Regions from separate parts of the Mus musculus genome. Here all the other regions are linked to region 2. The links are chromatin contacts, called in public HiChIP or PLAC-seq and promoter capture Hi-C maps. All regions are on one chromosome and are shown on one strand. The core of a region is the stretch at or near the end of the contact, and the rest is flanking DNA. Distances in the headings are between cores, read along the strand shown. Region 1 holds the start of Bzw2 (basic leucine zipper and W2 domains 2). Region 2 holds the start of Etv1 (ets variant 1). Region 3 holds the start of Immp2l (IMP2 inner mitochondrial membrane peptidase-like (S. cerevisiae)).

Region 1 (2,700 bases), core at 35-2,534, 2.6 Mb before region 2:
TAGAAAAGATTTTGGTTAAAGATAAGAGATAGGGAACGTCATCTGTGGGTCTCTGAAGTGCTAGTACGCGCTTTGAGCAAAACGAGGTAGAGGGGCCACAGGAAAAGGCATTTCACATCATTCTTGGCACCGTGGAATGAAAGAGCGATCCTGGGGCTACTTAATAAAAACCACCTACATGATTATTCAAGTATTTCTCCCTAGCACAATTGTGTTTTAACGGAAACATCAATACCAGTCTGTTGAGAAACAACAGCAAAACTAAACAGTCATTTCCGAAGAAGCAGTGATTGACGCTGTAGAACGCTACAGATAAGCATCTTGGAGGAATGATTGAATATTTTCTTAAGCGTACCTTGCATCGGAGGCACAGAAAGGTACACACGATATTCACCTCTTATCTACCTACGGTGGACGCTCCAGGAGCCACACCACAGTTGAATGAAGGCTGGATTAAGAAACTAATCTAAGGCTATATATAGACAGCAACACCAATTTAATCCCCGCCCTCTCCAGCCTACCCTCCCTAGTTCCATAAATCCCCAAACCTGAGTTATAAAGACAGGCAGCTCTCTCAGAGCAAAAAAGACCCCCACACCCCAACAAAGTATCAGAGCAGTTGTAAGTCGCTTCTAAATATCCTTAGCGAACACCACAGGTCCAGGTTCCATGGCTTCCACAGAGGGCAAGAAATGACAGACAAGTACTGGGGAGGGCTAGGTTTGCAAAAAGAAATTTACCTTCTCCGAGCCTCTCCCAGTGTCGCTGGTCATGGGGTGTTCCCCTCACCTCCCGGCAGTGGGCCTCCCCGGGGATCGCCACGCACGAGACCATGTGCACCCGCCACTTTCACCGCGTGGCCAGCTTACGGCCGGCCCGCGGTCCCCGGAGCTCTTGGGGCGGACAAACGTAGCGAGGTCTAGGTCTCGCTCGAGAGGCACTAATACACAGTACGTGCATGGATGATGGCGCGGCGCGGGGGCTCCTCTATGAAGAGGAAGGCAACCGCCCCAGGTGGCACATGCTTCCTCCACGCCAGCTCCAGCCCGCTGGGACCCCTTGGCTCGGAGGCGGTCACTGCTCGCTCAACTCTCAGGCTCCCGCCGCCCCACCTGATCACCTCTTACCTGTCCAAGGAGGGAGCGACGACGCGCGAGACTGGTGGCTGCGGCGGATCCTGCAGCAGCAGTGGCGGCGGCAGTGGCTGAGGCAGACAATGGAGGAGTGAAGGACAGACACATTGACACAGACACACAGAACCCGGTGTAGCTCCGCCTCCTGCCCCGGCCCCGCCCTATCCCCGCCCCTTGCCCGAACCGCGCCACTCTTAGGGGCAGTGCAGCCCGTCTAGCTGCATCCCAATGCCTCCGCACGTGCCCACAGAAGTCACTACCAGGCAGAGAACTTCTATCCTTAGAATCCAAGGAACCCTGTGTCCCTGTACTTCTTAATAGGTTATCATGGGAATAGGAAACCTAGAAGATGTATTGAATCCCCTTCCAAATGTCTCCTTTTGGTTTGGACCTCGTAGGTTGCTCCAATTGGAGTCGCTTGCTGCCTCTTGCAGCTCCTCCTCCCGACCTGGCCATTGAGGCGCGGGGGCGGGACTTGTGGAGAGCGCCAGCCCGGCTCGCTCAAGCTCGCCGCACCCGCCAGCCCCCAGCCGTGAGACCCTAGCGACTCTGCCACTTCACTGGGCTGCTGCTCCGGCCTCGAGTTGCCTTGCTGTGGCGGTCTTCCACGACGCATACACGTCTCTTGTTTTTTTAAAAAACCTTTCCAAAGAAATAGAATAAGCGTCAAGCTGGCGGGAACGATGGGTCACATAAAGAAAGGCGAGCTGACCCAGGAGGAAAAGGAACTGCTGGAAGTGATCGGGAAAGGTACGGGTGCAGGGTTGGTATCCGGGTGCTGCACACCTGGTCTCAGGGCATTGAGGAGCCTGGAGCGCGCCCTAGGCCCGGAGGACCTTGGGCAACTTGCAATCCGGAAAAAGCCTTTCTGTCTCTGTCTGGGGACCGATTGCAGGGGCGGGGAGATGGGAGGCAGAAAAATTGAGGCCATCAGATCTAGGTTGCCGAGCTTAGACCTCTAAATCAGCTTTTTGGAAATCGACCGACTGTCACTACACATCTTAGACAGTCACGCGTGGCCCTGGGCGCCTGTCTTTGCGTATGCATGCTTGCCAGCTCATTGGATGTTTTGACCGTAATCAGTCAAGACCGCAGTGGCCTGGTAGTTCTAGGCTCCAAGTCGGGTGTATAAAGGGCCCTTTCGACTTCCGGAGGCTTAAGGATCTGGATCCCTTGCAGATCCCCGCCCCTGCTGCGGGTGGAGGGAGCTTTCAGCAACAGGGGTTCTTTATAAGGGCACAGAACTCGCTCTGCATGTTCCGCCCTGAGCTTTCTGCATCAAGGCCTTCTGTGGCTGGCTTCCTGTAGCCCAGGTCGGCGCAGGCACCCACAGACACGACTGACCTTGGTCCGATGTTAGACCTCAAGTGATCTTGTTGAGCTCCTTGGTGCTTCCCAGTCCACTTTGTGGATTCGAGCCACGCCTCCTCTGTGCAGCTTGCAGGAAGGAAGCCAACTAGAAGCCATGTTTCCCCACCAGTCCCTGAGTGCATGTCCCAAATGAGTTCCTGGCCGCATCCCCGTTACCTGGCAGGTAACATCAGCGTGACCACGTGCACTGTCACTT
Region 2 (2,700 bases), core at 20-2,519:
TCACAGAAAGGCTTTGGAAACTGTTACCGCCTTGTCTGGGGTTTGCAGACTGGCGGGTTACCCACGCTGTGCTCCCCTCTTCGGGTTGCACCCTCACAAAGTCTAGTAGCGTTCGAACGCACCCCTCGCCCGGGCTCTGATACTGTCCTCTCTCAAAGAGGACGCGCGCGGCGCCCTGACTAGGCTTGGGGCAAGCATTGTGTGTGCCCTGGAAGACTACACTTTTCCCTTGGTGAAGCGCAGAGTGGTTTTGTCATAAACTACGCTCTTTCTCGGCGGGTCCGGAGTACCAGGCGCGCACGCTCCCATTTTGATGTTTCCACCATGTTCCATTTAAGGGAAGAAACTTTCAAATAGAAATTGAGAACTGCAGCACATTGCTCAACGGGGCTAAACAGCTGCTGGAAAAGTCCTTTAGTCCCCAGCTCTGGTCCCCGCCAGGGTCTCAAGTGACTTTTAGCACCGTAAAGCCCCGGCCCCACTCCTCCCTGGCTTCCAATTCTTGGTAGGGCAGCGGCTGCAAAGGGGACACATCAGAACTAAGCTCTGTGGGCAGGCAGCTTCAGAGAGATTCTCGCTTCCAAAGGTCCCATCATTGTCCTTGTAACCCGAGCCCTCCCTGCTCTTCCCCCACTTCTTGGTGGAGGAAGTGAAATCTTCAAGTACAGTAAGTGACACCCTCCGCCTCTCTGTATACATAACAAAAGCTCCGGAAACGGCGGGGACGGGGGAGGGGTGCGGGAGGGGGGCATCTGAACTACCAAGTCCTCCCCCACCCCTCTGTGGCCACTGGAGGTTTTTTTCCCTCTCAGCACTCTCCAGGATGAATCTGATTTTTATACTTTCCTCGCCCACTCTGCTACGTACTCCTCCGGATCCTCTCTTCCAGCGCCACCTCTCCTTAGAAGCAGCTTCTCCCGCTTGCTTTCCTTACAATATTTTCATGTCCAACGGACGAAAGGAGATCATTTTTGTTGAAGATGTATTAAAAAAAATCTTATAAGCCCTATTACAGTGTTGAAAATGGAGAAAAAAAATAGCTTGGACCGAAAGCTTCTGAGGAGCAAGGCTGGAGCGTGTGGTGGGTGGACTCCGGGTCAAAGGTAGAGAAAAGGGATTGTGGACACTCGATCTGTACCCCAACCTCTACGACAGTGCTTTAAGGACATAATAATGGACCAAACAACGCTAGGAATGAGAACTGGTTGACTCGATACACTAGGTTTCAGTATCCCTCCGGTTTTAACAAAAACAGCGAGTTAGGAAGGAAGTAGTTTCCCTCGGTGGCTTTTCCTGGGTGCGGACCCTGCGACTTCTCCCAGAGTGGTCGCAAAGGCATAGGGGCGCAGGAGACCCAAGGGAAGGGGCCGAAAGCTGCCTGATTGACAGCCCGAAATCTGATCTTGTGAAAGAGACGTGGAGCCAATGGGAGGCAGCGATCCATCAGTTTGGATTGGAGGCCCCTGGAGGAGAAGTAGAGGAAAAACCACCGAATTCAGCTCTGTCAGAGGCGCTTTCGGCTTCCAAGGGGAAGTGCTGGGCAATAATTAATGTTTTTATTAAATTTGGAGGGAATTTTTTGCAGCCGTTCGCCTAGCGTGGCCTTCAGGTGGGTATTTCCAACAACTTTTTATGTCTCTCCAGATAATTGCATGGTTGTGGGTTGCAAAAACTATTCTTATGAAAGAGGTAGCTCCGTCTCTTTAGTCCCGTTAGGTGAAAAGCAAGTCTCGTTGATCGCCATTGCTAGTTTTGCCCACGTTTGCGAATCAGAGCCGCCTGGGGTACACTGACCGAGCAGGGAGCATCCAGAGTGTAAATAAATACATTGCCTCTTGTTAGGATTTTTGATACGACCGAAAGTATGTAAATTGTGAACTCTCTTGGCTCTCTTTGGATCCAGGTGAAGAAGGCGGCGTAGGGGAGGGTTATTTTTGTGAATGGGGCTGTCGAGGGTAATTAGCTATGCAAATGCAAGAGCTTCATTCATGATTTTTTTTTTTTTAAGCCTAAAAGCCATCTTGTTCCCCTCTAGGTTGATAGAAGTCCAGATCCCGAGGAAATCTCCAGCTAAATGCTCAAAATATAAAACACTGAGCTAATATTTGCGAAGAGGAGCAGAATGGATGGATTTTATGACCAGCAAGTGCCTTACGTGGTCACCAACGTGAGTGATCAGTTCGAAAGTTGCTGTTTATAAACTTGACTTGGACGGGGGTGGGGAGAGCGAGAGATGCGAAGGGAGGGGGCAGGGGGTTGGGACTGCAGACACTTTATCTGCTTTGTTGCCACTGTAGGGCGACTCTGCTTCTAGAAGCCCTATCTACAAAATGAGCTTACCTTTGAGTGATTCGGATAAGGCATAGTTTTGTTTTAAGACCTCTTCTTCTGGTTAATATGTCCACGATGAGTGCAAGAGGAGACGGAGGGCAGCAACAGCTGCACTCAAAGTTTGTGGCTGGGTTTATCTGCCACATTGAAAAGAACGAAGTTGAGACAAATGCTGACAATTTTGTGTTTACATGGGGTGTCTTGGGGGGGGTCTTCCCCCTCCCCTCTCATTTTCTCACTTTTCCCAGTTTTCCTTTGGCTTCTCTTATTACGGGTGGGGGTGCTGTCTGAGAGAATGGAATTCGCTGTTTTAATCTGGAGTTGATTCAGAAAAAAAAAAAAAGAAAGAAAAGAAAAACATTAAGCGTT
Region 3 (2,700 bases), core at 11-2,510, 2.2 Mb after region 2:
CTGCAGTAAATCTTGGATGCTGAAAATATTCTAGGCCTAGATTAGGTTGTATGGATTCTAGAAACTTTGATGTTTATGTATGTTCATGCCATCCCATACTGTTGGTTCTTCACTGGAACAAACATCTATTTAATTTGGAGTCTCTTTACTGTTAGGGCCCAATCCAATTTGTAAATAGGCTCTGTCATCAGGGGCGGCCTCCAAGATAAAGCACTGGTAGAATCAAACTTACCTCGCAGTAAATATTTTAGATAAGAATAACTGTACCTACATCCTATACAGGAGAGCAATCATGTTTCTTTGGCAGACTTTTGTAATTATTAACTATCAGCCTATCAACCCATTAAAGTCTTCCCCCTTCTCCCCCCCCCCCGCCCCTTTTTTTTTGAGAGAGGTTTACTCTGTGTAGGCCTGGCTGTCCTGGAACTAGCTCTGTAGATCAGGCTAGCAGGCTGGCTTCACCTGCCTCTGCCTTAGCAGTGCTGTGATGACTAAAGGTACGTGCAACCACTGCTCGGCTCCATTTAAGTCTCTTACACTCTCCCATCTTTAGAGTTAATTTTGAATGCTGAGTGTCAGAACATTATGCGCTATGTAAACTTGAGAATGATAGTTCAGCATTATCTAAAAGGGTAAAGCAAGAAAAGATAAAGATACAACTGAGGAGGGCTAGAAAAAGCAAATTAATTTTGTTGTCTATATTCTGTTAGTTACAGTGTTTTTCTAGGTTGTAATTACACAGTTAAGATTTTTTACAATTAACGAGCAAAAGCTTAAGTATATTAAAAAAAACAACCCTAGTTTCTCTGAAGCAAAAAAAAAAAAAAAAAAAAAAAAAGTTCTGGATTTTTTTCTTTTGGCTTGCTAGAGGAAGCAAACCCGAAGTTACCCATGTGCAAACAAAACAATAACAAAACCACAGAACAACACAAGAAGTCCAGTCTGGGTTCCTGGTCTAAGGGAAGAAGCTGAAGATAGCTTCTGATAACTTGCTGCTTTTCCTTGCCCTCTTAGCCATGCCAGGCTTCGACCTAGGGCTTAGACCTAAGGCTTCTAACACTTGGAACCTCTAGACGGTCAGTACCGCCCCCTGATCTGACGTAAACCCAATTCTGGCTGCGGATCCACCTTGAGCCGCGTTTCGGGGGCGGGACTTCCGTAGTAGTAGGCGGAGTCTCCGGCTGCCGCCCAGCTGGGGGTCGGGTCTGGGCGAGCGGCGGCAAAGGGCGGGGCGAGCGGCGGCGGAGGGCGGGGCGTGCCGCGGCGGAGGGCGGAGCGTGCCGCGGGGACTTCCCCTGGGTTGAGCTGCGCAGCGGGTGCGCGGGGAATGGGGCGGCGGGTCCGGGCGGCTTGGCACGCGGGTGGGCTTAAGCAGACCCTCTGTGTCCCCGGCAGGGTCTCTTATCTCCGGCTTCTCCTCCGTCGAGTGGGCGTTGCTGGGAGGTGGGGAGCCGCTCGGCCGCTATCCGCGCGATGGTAGCGAGCATGCGTGCGTGCGCGTGTTCCAGTGAGGCCGCGCGGCTGTCCCCTCAGTTCGTCCTCTTGTCTCCCTCAGTTAGGGAACCCGAACCCCGATCCGGGCGGGTAGCCGACCTCTTCTCCCCGCCCTGGGGGACCCACAGAGCGGCCGGGAGGGAGCGCTGCTCCTGGGGTGGTGAGCAGCTTGTGGGAGCTGCTCAGGCTGGAGCCACGGGATTTTAAAGGACCTGTCTCTGTCATTTTTACTTTTAGGATTTTGGCCAAATTGGGCGAGGGTACAATATTACCACTTACCCCTTCTCACCGAGGAAGAGCGGGAGAAAGGGTAAGTAAGTATTGCTCAGGGGCGGAAGGTGCCAGGACTCTTTTTCGAGTGGGGAAACTACCCTAGGCAACTTGGGTCCAAATTCCACTTTTTATCAGGAACTGGATAACCCACCTTCAAAGGTCACTTGTCCCAAGATCAAGCCTTTCTTCAGGTTCCAGAAGCCCGTAGAGCCGACTGGAAGTTTAGCAGCGTTTTAGACACCTGAGAGAAAACTCATTTCCTTTCAGACCCTCTTTAACCTGGCACATTGATGCTATAGTTCCTCTCAGGTCCCCTGTCTTCCTAGGTAGCATTCAGTAGTTCCTGACACAGTAGGGCCCTAGGTAATCTTGGCTCTGCTTGGCAGTTATCCCTCCGGGGACCTTACATTTTAAAATCTCAACAGTGGGGGAACGCACATGGGGCCACATACAGGCAATTTCATATACTTCTAGTTCTCAGGTCTTTCAGAATTACAGAGGAATTGGGGGAGGTCCTATCTCAGGCATTGAGGTGCTTTTCTGAAAAGCTGAAGTCCTGGGAAGTTGACTGATTTCAAGTTATCATCTCTCTTCATTGGTTCCTCCCTAAGACTTGCCCTTCTCCTAGTCTCTGTCTGGTGATAGGAAACACAGTTCCTTTCAGGTTCGAAACCCTCCAGTTTTACATTCATCTCCGCCAACTTTTACTTAAAACACAGGTTAGCTATAAGCAAGAACAGCAAGCCACAGGCTTGTTTACCCCCGAGAGAAAGCTAGACTTACCCTCAGTGCCCATCCTGGCACATGCCACATATGAACCTGACTTCCTTGAGAGGCAGATGTTCGCATATTATGAAAAACTAAGACATGGTTGTTTATTAAAGAGGGACTCTATCTCTGATGTCCTTTCATCGTGTGCCGAATGAACACTGG

Evidence for each region. HiChIP or PLAC-seq counts read pairs in DNA pulled down with a chosen protein or histone mark. Capture Hi-C pulls out chosen DNA fragments and counts their contacts.
Region 1: a contact with region 2 is called in an H3K4me3 HiChIP or PLAC-seq map of stem cell-derived neural progenitor cells, with 2.9 times the contacts expected there. The contact joins the promoter of Bzw2 here to the promoter of Etv1 in region 2. A contact is called at or near these places in 2 of 115 datasets of contacts at active chromatin or transcription factors (astrocytes and stem cell-derived neural progenitor cells).
Region 3: a contact with region 2 is called in a promoter capture Hi-C map of liver. The contact joins the promoter of Immp2l here to the promoter of Etv1 in region 2. A contact is called at or near these places in 1 of 39 promoter capture datasets (pre-B cells) and 1 of 9 other capture datasets (liver).

What each region holds. Positions count from the first base shown.
Region 1 is chr12:36,155,541-36,158,240 of GRCm38.p6, forward strand. Bzw2 (basic leucine zipper and W2 domains 2) reads right to left here and starts at 1,285. Exons shown (of 12, transcript NM_025840.3): 1 at 1,128-1,285. Ankmy2 (ankyrin repeat and MYND domain containing 2) reads left to right here and starts at 1,584. Exons shown (of 10, transcript NM_146033.3): 1 at 1,584-1,883. The coding sequence starts at 1,817.
Region 2 is chr12:38,778,813-38,781,512 of GRCm38.p6, forward strand. It overlaps Etv1 (ets variant 1), which reads left to right and starts at 1,270. Exons shown (of 13, transcript NM_007960.5): 1 at 1,270-1,609; 2 at 2,036-2,167. The coding sequence starts at 2,123.
Region 3 is chr12:41,022,830-41,025,529 of GRCm38.p6, forward strand. Immp2l (IMP2 inner mitochondrial membrane peptidase-like (S. cerevisiae)) reads left to right here and starts at 1,261. Exons shown (of 7, transcript NM_053122.4): 1 at 1,261-1,316; 2 at 1,732-1,804.